Regions from separate parts of the Mus musculus genome. Here region 1 is linked to region 2. The links are chromatin contacts, called in public promoter capture Hi-C maps. All regions are on one chromosome and are shown on one strand. Each heading gives the region's core, a stretch centred on a gene start, on an enhancer-like site or on the middle of the called end of the contact. The rest is flanking DNA. Distances are from core to core; before and after follow the strand shown. Region 1 holds the start of 4930546K05Rik (RIKEN cDNA 4930546K05 gene). Region 2 holds the start of Jhy (junctional cadherin complex regulator).

Region 1 (4,339 bases), core at 1,250-3,749, 1.2 Mb before region 2:
CTCTATAGGTCGTGCTACACTTGCACGGAATGGTCTTGGGCTGTATACGAAACCTAACTAATCATGAGCCTGGGGGAATCAAGCTAGTGCAACATTCTCCGTGGTTTTTACTTTAGGTTCCTATGTTGAGTTCCTGCCTTGACTTTCGTCCGTGATGGGCTTTTGGTGAGAATGTTTCATCACAGCAACAGAAAGCAAAATCAAATGCCTGTCATCCCAGACCTTGGTAGGCTGTGAGGCTAGAGGGACATGGGTGAGGTCATTCGGGCCTACACGTTAATTCCAGGCCAGCTCAGTCTGTTGTGGGAAATCCTGTCTTGAAAACAAGTGTTTCTCTGAAGGTCATCAGCGCCACTGCATTCGCCTGAACTCCTTGCGATACCCACATTACTTCGAGTTAAGCTCAAATGATTATAACTCCCCAGCCCCAGAAGATGTGTTGGATTCCTAAACCAAATCTACAGTATCTCAAAATGTGACCTCATTTGGAGATATGCTCAGTACAGGTATAATTAGTTAAGGTGAAGTCATAGGCCAGCACAGCAAGTCCTTCATCCAGTAAAACTGATGTTACTCCAAGAAGGGGGAGAGGTGGACACGAGCCAGATAAACAGTGGGGAGGATGTGAAGGCAGACAGTGAGACAATGGTTAAGAGCACTGACTACTCTTCCAGAGGCCCTGAGTTCAATTCCCAGCAACCACACGGTGGCTCACAACCATCTGTCATGGGGGGTCTGATGCCCTCTCTGGTGTGTCTGAAAGACAGTGTACTCCCATTCATAAAATAATAAATGTTAAAAACAAAGCCACCACCTAGCTGGTGGTGTTTTGTTATAGCTGCCTAGGAAAGGCATACATGTGCCACATGGCTGCTTCCCTGCCGTGCATTACATTTAGGAAATCCAAAGGAGGAGGCTGGGGACCACAGCCCTACTGTGCTCTGAAATATTGATACAGCATGCAGGCCCCAAGAGCCTGCAGCTACGTTATCTCACCCCCCACCCCCACCCCCACTTCTGAGCTGCTCTCTCTCACTCCAGCTCACTCTCCTTCCCATTTGATTTGACACCAGCAGAGACTTTCTGTCTTCTTAGCTAACATCTTTCTGGAGACATAAAGAAAAGCAACTACTTCTATGTACAAGATTTGTTCTCCTCCCATCTTCAGGTTTATAGGCTGCACAGACAGGAAGCAGAAAGAAAGAAAGAAAAAAAAAAAACCAAACCAGTCAGCTAACAAGCCATCGATCACTATCCAGGATAATGGATGCTCGCTCTCTACAGTACATTTGCTTTTCGGCTGTTTATCTCCCAGCACTGCTGATCCATGCCTCTCTCTCACCTTGTGAAAATAGATACAGAGATAAACTGTTGCTTCTGGACTGAGCAAAATTAATTTGCCTACAGGGAAAATGGACCTAACACCAGGACTTCAAAGAACAAGTTAAGGTAGGCCACTAACTCACAAAGCTCAGACAAAGTCCAAATCCTCTGTTGCTAGTGCAGAAACCAGAGGCAGGTCTACAGAAAAACAAAAGAATTTCATTATAAAGTGGCAAACAGGATGCGTCTGGAAACAAGGGCCGGAGGCAGGAGAGTAGAAGCAGAAGGAGAGAGTCTGCTTCTGACTCATCTCTGTGTCTATCTTTGTAACTCGCCTCTTTTCTATCTGAAGACCTGATCTGTAACTGGCTCACAAATTCACACGTTAGTGGTCCAGCCGTCAGGCTCTGTTCCCTGAGAAGGGACTCTGATCCCATCTTGCTCTTCGGCAGTAGGTATAGGAGGGTGAAGGGAGGCCAGTAGTGGGTGGCCATGCAGAGATATGGCTGTAAGTGGTAGTGTAAGGGAAAGTGGGCCAGCCAAACAAACAGCGCCAAGTATGTGGTTCATTCAACTATGGTTCTAGAATGGTACTTTCACAAGCTGCTTGAATGAACCACATGGATGTGACAGGGGTGCCAAGAGAGGAGTGGAAAGATACCACAAAGTGACTCATTCCATGTTCTCGTTCGGTGAGATGACAAAGTCCCAGAGCTAAGAGACCTGTTTACTTAGAATCACCCTCCTGGCTGCTCAGGCCCTTGGGATAAGTTCTTTATTTGGGCAAACCTCTCAGTCTTTTAAGCAGTTAGGCTCCTGCTAACACCAAGAGCTACCATATTGGTAAGTTTTCTTGTTGCTGCAACAAAGTTACCGAAAAAGCAAGGTGAAGGGTTTCTTCTGAATAACAGTTTCAGGCAGGTCTATCACGCTGTCTATCATGCTGGAGGAACCTGGTGGTCATGGTGACCAGATTGTAGATCCAGTGTGGAAGCAGAGACAGGTGAACGCTGATGAGCAGCTAGCTAGCTCCCCACTTCTATAGGACTCCAGGAAATGGAACTGCCTGCATCTACGGGGAAACTTGCTACCTCAACCTAATCTATTACAATCCCCCCCTCCCCCGACACACCTAGAAGTGTGTTTCCATGGTGATTCTAGATCTAGTTAAGTCAACAAAACCTCTCAGCCTCAGTGCTCACTGAAAATGTGTCAAGAAGAGCCCCTAACTGGGCCCTATGACTGGAGCTGAAGGTGGGTTAGAGACAGGAAATGGTTCTTCTGACTCAAAAGATGATTGCTTCCAGGGGTAGATTAATTTCCAAATGCTTCCTAACTATGTCTTTCTAGAAACTACAGTACCTAGTATAAGCATTCAATTTATTATATAAAATGATCTGCATTCAGATCCTGGCCTCATACTAACGAGAGGTTGTTTACCTTTCTAACCCATAGCTTTCTTATCTGTGATGGGCTCTAATGCTCACCTCCCCACAGAACTGCTATGTAGTATGCTATGATTCGCATGTGCAATGTCTTCCCCAGGCCCACTTCTCTAAGCAGCAGAACTATTGTGGAAGACTGTGGAACCTTAGAGGGTGGAGCCAAACTTCAGGAAGTGAGTCACTTGGAGTGGGCCTTTGAAGGTTAGGCCTGGCTTGTTCTACCATGAGTTCTGCCTTCTAATCCTCCCGGATGTGGAGAGCCCCACCACATGCTCCCACCGACACAGACTGAGCGTTTCTTCCTTGGCTTCCCCACTGTGGGGCGCTAAAACTCTCAGGAATCCTGAGCTCAAGCAAACCTTGCCTTCCTTGGGCAGTTTCTGTCCAGTATCACAGTCACAGCAGTGCAACAGTCACTGACATGGAGAAAATGAGACCTCAGCACAGTGTCTGGCTCCACACTCACCGGTAGCTGCCTAATGGCTTCCCTGAAGCCCAGTCATTCATTTCTTCTCTGACTCTACTTTCTGAGGTAGAGAGGGTACCCCAGAACACAAATCCCCAAAGCTGACGCACAGTCGTGTTTAGAAGAAGATACCCCTCACATCAACACTAGGTTTAAGAAGAACATTTGCTTCTAAGGTTGGCTCCCTGTAACTGGAGCCACCATGAAGTCCTATCATCATGTACCACCTGTGACAATGACCTCTACAGACAAGCTATGGAGACATATATATACATATGCACATATATGCACATAAACATATACACACACATACACATACAGTTACATATAAACATATAGCCACATATACATGTATATACACATATACACATAAACATATATACACATACACACATACATATGCATATACAGTTACATATCCAAATATAGCCATATATACATATAGATGCACATGCACATATACACACCTATACAGACACATATATACACATAAACATACACACATATGTATATACATACACACATAAACACACATGCATATACACACATATACACATATATACATACATACACACATATACACATAAACATATACATACATATATACATACATATACATATTGCATAAGGCTAGGGAAGACATTTAGGAGGCTCTTGAAGGAAAATATAGGAAAGCAAAATATTATTAGCATTCTAGTAAATCAATCACAGATGGTCTTCAAAATTAATACAAAAGCAGACTGCTCATTTTCAGTGAGTGCCCACCTTTTTAAAAATAACCTGAAAGTGTCCCGAGACCACCATCCACAAGAGTGAGCAGATACCCACCAGTTCAGCTGAAATTGTAAAAGAGAAAAAGAAAGAACAGAAACGGGTCTTTATTCTTTCCCTTGTGCTTGACAACAGAGTTGATGAAATCGCAGATGATGATCTCCTGGGATGTGGACTGTGGGTCCTTCTCCATCCCTGGAAATGCAGCTGGTCCGTGTGGCTGTTCTGTACTCAGAGGAAAGCTGTGTACTCAGATCCAGGGTGCCACTGTCACCCGAAGACCCCTGAGCCACCTTCCCAATCCTGCCTCCTGTAACCAGTGGCTCTTTCCACT
Region 2 (4,435 bases), core at 716-3,215:
TTAAGGTTTCAGTCCATCAAGGTGAAAAAGGCATGGCCAAGTCTAAGGGACCAGCGTGGCACAAGCCCTTTACACCCTGGATCACTGGAAAGAGGAGAACTCAGCAATAGGCTCTAAGCCTCAAAGGCCAGGCCTAGCTTGGGAACCAGGTGTTCAAATCCAAGAACCCGAGTAGGACATTTCAAATTCATGCTATCAAGATGCATAAAAACACATTCTTCCTTTGGGTGAATGTCTAAAGCTGAGTCACTAGGAACTAAGGAGTGCCTGCACAGCCCAGACAATGTCAAATCCAAAGTGCTGCTAGTTCACACACCCAAGAGTCCTTCATCCTTATGTCTTTTATACACTTGGCCCTTGGAGCAGGCGTGTTTCTCTACTCTCTGTTCCTACGGGTGTTTTGGCTCTGAGGGCAGGATTTCACAGTACAGATCCTTCAGCCACTCCCTCTGAGTGCTGAGACTCCTAGGTGGCATCACCAACACATGGCCAACTTTTCGCCCTAAGATGACCGTGTGGTGAGTGTGCTCGCCTACGTGGCTTTAATTTCCCCTCTTCTGATTATTAACGAATTAAGTTCCTTTCCAATAAAGGGCAAATGCTTATTGGCCACTTGTTTTCTTCCCTCCGTCCTCTCCTTGTCTCTTTTTGCCTCCCTTCCATTCACTAACTGGCTCCTTTCTCCTACCCCAGCAGCATCACCGATGCTGGGCTCTCTCCCTGTTTTTCCTCCTCCGCAGAGTTGGGTTGGCTAGACCTGAGCATCCCGAGCCGAGCCGGGGTCTCCCGCGCCGCCGCTGAGCTGAGGAGCGCTGGGCCCGCGGCCCCGAGCGAGCGAGCGGTGTTGGCCACCGTCTCCAGGCAGCGGCGGGCGGGGCGGGAGCCGCCGGGGGAGCCGGGGCTGCGGAGGTTGCGGGGCCAGGGGCGCGGCTGCCCAGCGGTGCCGGCAGGTGACGGGCGGTTCCCGGCGGGTGGGAAGGGGCCGCGCGGGCGGGCTGTACGGAGAACTCAGGGGTGGGCGCGAGGGAGCCGGCACAGTCTGTGGTCTGGGAGGAAGGACCGCGCCCAGACAGGGCTGCGACCCCCCAGGCTGAGCAGCCCTGTCCCCAGCCCCTTGTCCCGGTCTCCAACCCACCACCTGTGGACCTTCAAACGCCCCCTGCAGCTTTCCTGACCCTTAGAAAGAGACAACGGGCGAAAACCCTGCGATCCCCATGGGGCAGCACCCCACCTGTTCCAAAAAGGGCAACTTTGGATCCACTGTTCATCCTAAATGGGCCTCCTTGTTCCCTGCCCTAGAGGATTTGACCCCAACCAGTGGCAGAGACAGAAGACCTTAGCAGGATCCAGAATTGGTGGTTTCTTAGTCCCTAGAGGACTTGCCCCATGCCTTCCTTGTTTACTAAGAAGTGGATTGGTCAGGAATCGCTAAGGCCCAACCGTTGCTTTCTTTCTTTCTTTTTTTTTTTTTTTTTTTTTTTTTTTCTTTTGGTACGGAGCATCACTAGCGAGTTAGTTACTCGTGAAATATAGCCCACTTAACTAAATTTATTCGAGTGATCAGCTCTTTTTCTATAACTCTCTTCCTCCCCCTAACCCCCTTAAGGTCAGGCCGCCACAGAAAACCCAATTTGGGGGAATATTTCGCTCTGTTCTTTCACATTCTTCACAAATTCTTCTACTCTCTCAACAACAACTACATTATTATCACTACTTTATTACTACGAAGAAATCCTGGGTTCTCATTTAAGAAAAGACAAAATGAATGATTTTAATTATTGATGAAAAACAGTTCTAAATGAACTGAGATTCCCTCCCCAACATCACCCCCTACCCCATCCCTACCTCCCCCACCCCCGCTTTGCTGGAGTTGTAGATTAAACCCCATTCATCATAAATGTGCTAGCAGTGAGCTACATCACATTCCCTGTTTTTTCAGGGTTTTTTTTTTTCAGCTTATTTTTCAAGACTCCAAGTACAGTGAGCTTTTAAATAACAAAGCTGGTGTTTATAGAGATTTAGATTTAAAATGTTTTCATGCTTGCTGCTCTCTAAAAATCATCCTGCAAAAGGAAATTGGTATTAAAATGTGGCAGAGCACAATGTGTATACTAAAGCAGAGACTGATTGCAGGCAAACTAACTGAAAATTAGGCAATGATATATTGGTCTACTAAGGGAGCTTGGAGTTCAGCAGAGACTGGCTCATGTTTGTTTAAGTATGAGCGCTACCTTTTGTCTGTCATGTTTGTAAAGGTGCTTTCATCCAAGGAGCAGACTGTGTCCTTGGAAACCCTAGCAACAAGGTCAATATAATAATAATTCAAGGAACAGGAATCAGGTCAAGGTATTTTTAATTAAAAACTGGATTTGTCAAAAGAACATGAGCCAGCCAGTCAAAACAAATTTGAGCGTAGCCTCCAGTGGTAAAGCTCTCTCTCTCACACACACACACATACACACACACACACACACACTACTGCATAAAGGCAGTGACACACACACACACACACACACACACACACACACACACACACACTACAGCATAAAGGCAGTGAGAGAGAAAATAAACCAAAAGAGAAACCCTGGGTAGCAGTGGAAGGCAATCACCTTCCAGTCCTGTGCTGATTCAGAGCACTTGTTCTGTAAACCATCTCATGGGTCACTAGAGGAGCCTTTGGCGACCCTGAGAGTTCCCTTGGAATCACACTCCTACATACTTAACAAGGGACACCTCGACTCCTAGCTGAAATGCAGACCAGCCTCCCCTACTCAAGAGTAGCACCTATTCCAGGTAGGTGACAGCCAGCCTCTGCTTTGAGTCGCTCTGAGACAGGATTCACAGACCTTTTGTTAAACAGTTTCAGTTGTTTGTTTGTTTGTTTGTTTGTTTGTTTGTTTGTTTTAGATAGGGTCTCATGCAGCCCAAACTGGCCTCCCTCCAATGCCTGGTCTTCCTCCTTCCCCCTCTGAAGTGCTTAGCTTACCAGCATTCACCAACCTTGTTTCCTGAACATTTTAAACCGTTATTGTCACATGGTTGTCGTTTAACCCTGAGCTGAGGTTGATCTCCATATAATGGCCACCTGGTTGTACACTCCTCTCTAGCAGCATCCTGGATAGCAAAAGCCTTTTCTAAATGCTGGAGCCTGCTTATATCCGTCTGGGAAAGAAACAGTCTGTATATTACAGTGACGGTGGGGAAGCCATGCTTTTCTCTCCTTTACTTTGTAAATGGTAAGCCATGAACCTGTCTGAGTGCATCTGTGGCTGCTGCTGAACAAGATGTGTACACACACACACACACACACACACACACACACACACACACACACACTTGCCCTGAGCATTTGAAATAAAGCCACCAAAAAGCACTGCTCACAATTAACTGTTTGGCTTTGTTCCGGCTTGTTTGTAAGAAGCCCTTAGAAGCTGGAAAGAGAATCGGCTTTCAAGCAGCCATTTGATTTCCTCAATAAAACCTCATTCGATTGCTCAGGCTGCTTATGAGCCCTAAATCAGATGTGTTTCTACAGAGAGAAAAACAATCATTTTTCCAATAGGCCTTCCTTGCTCATACACTCAAAAGGGTGCATTCAAAAGCCTGCAGATAATATAACAAGGTTCTCTTGCTCATTGACATTTTTGATAAACATCGCCATTATGATTTCAGTAGCAGCAGAGTAACATAAATTTTTTAAGCAATGCTTTGGAGAGCCACAATTATAAATATCAGCTAACTGCTTCTATTAACAAGAGTGTTCCTGTTCATGTTTCTATTTTTCAGGATGAATAAATATAAACCCGTTCCCAAGCTCTCTAGCCAGTCTCCCGTCCATCACACCAACTTGAGGATCCCGCCTTCGGGCAGACCCTTTAAGAAAGAAGACTTCTTAAACCTGATTTCAAAAGACTCCTTAGAATCGGATTCAGAAAGCCTCCCTCAAGAGGCTAAGTCCTGGTCTGATATTAAGGACCAAATCCAGGACAAAGATATGGAGCCTGACAGCTTGGAGGAGGACAGCCCAAGTGAGACAGAAGAGGCAGTGAACAGAAAAGCAGCCCACAACACTAACAGGGAAGACCTAAGTGCTCATGATGCTGGTGTGAATCACAGGTAAGGAGCTGGCTTGTGAAATAATCCCTGGTACCTTGCTAGGTGAGAAAGGATGGATGTCTTAATGATCACTGTGCAAAAGCAGGTCTCCCAGCAACCAAGGGCAGTGTGGCTCCCCAATTTCAGCATATTTTTCTCTCTTTCTCCTCTTCTTTAATTTACCAATACAGTCATTATTGACTGGGTGTAGGAGCGTCAAGAACATGCCTTAAGTACCAGGAGACACTTTGGTAGGTCATCAGGTATAACCACTTGTCTTAGTCTTCTTGTTGCTGTGACAACAAGACAGAGGTGGGGGCAATGAATTTATTCCCGTGGT

Evidence for each region. Capture Hi-C pulls out chosen DNA fragments and counts their contacts.
Region 1: a contact with region 2 is called in a promoter capture Hi-C map of adipose tissue, with 5 times the contacts expected there. The contact joins the promoter of 4930546K05Rik here to the promoter of Jhy in region 2. A contact is called at or near these places in 2 of 39 promoter capture datasets (the 3T3-L1 cell line and liver) and 1 of 9 other capture datasets (adipose tissue).

What each region holds. Positions count from the first base shown.
Region 1 is chr9:42,207,391-42,211,729 of GRCm38.p6, reverse strand. 4930546K05Rik (RIKEN cDNA 4930546K05 gene) reads left to right here and starts at 2,499. Exons shown (of 7, transcript NR_040754.1): 1 at 2,499-2,577.
Region 2 is chr9:40,960,564-40,964,998 of GRCm38.p6, reverse strand. Jhy (junctional cadherin complex regulator) reads left to right here and starts at 1,965. Exons shown (of 9, transcript NM_001357360.1): 1 at 1,965-2,793; 2 at 3,787-4,116. The coding sequence starts at 3,788.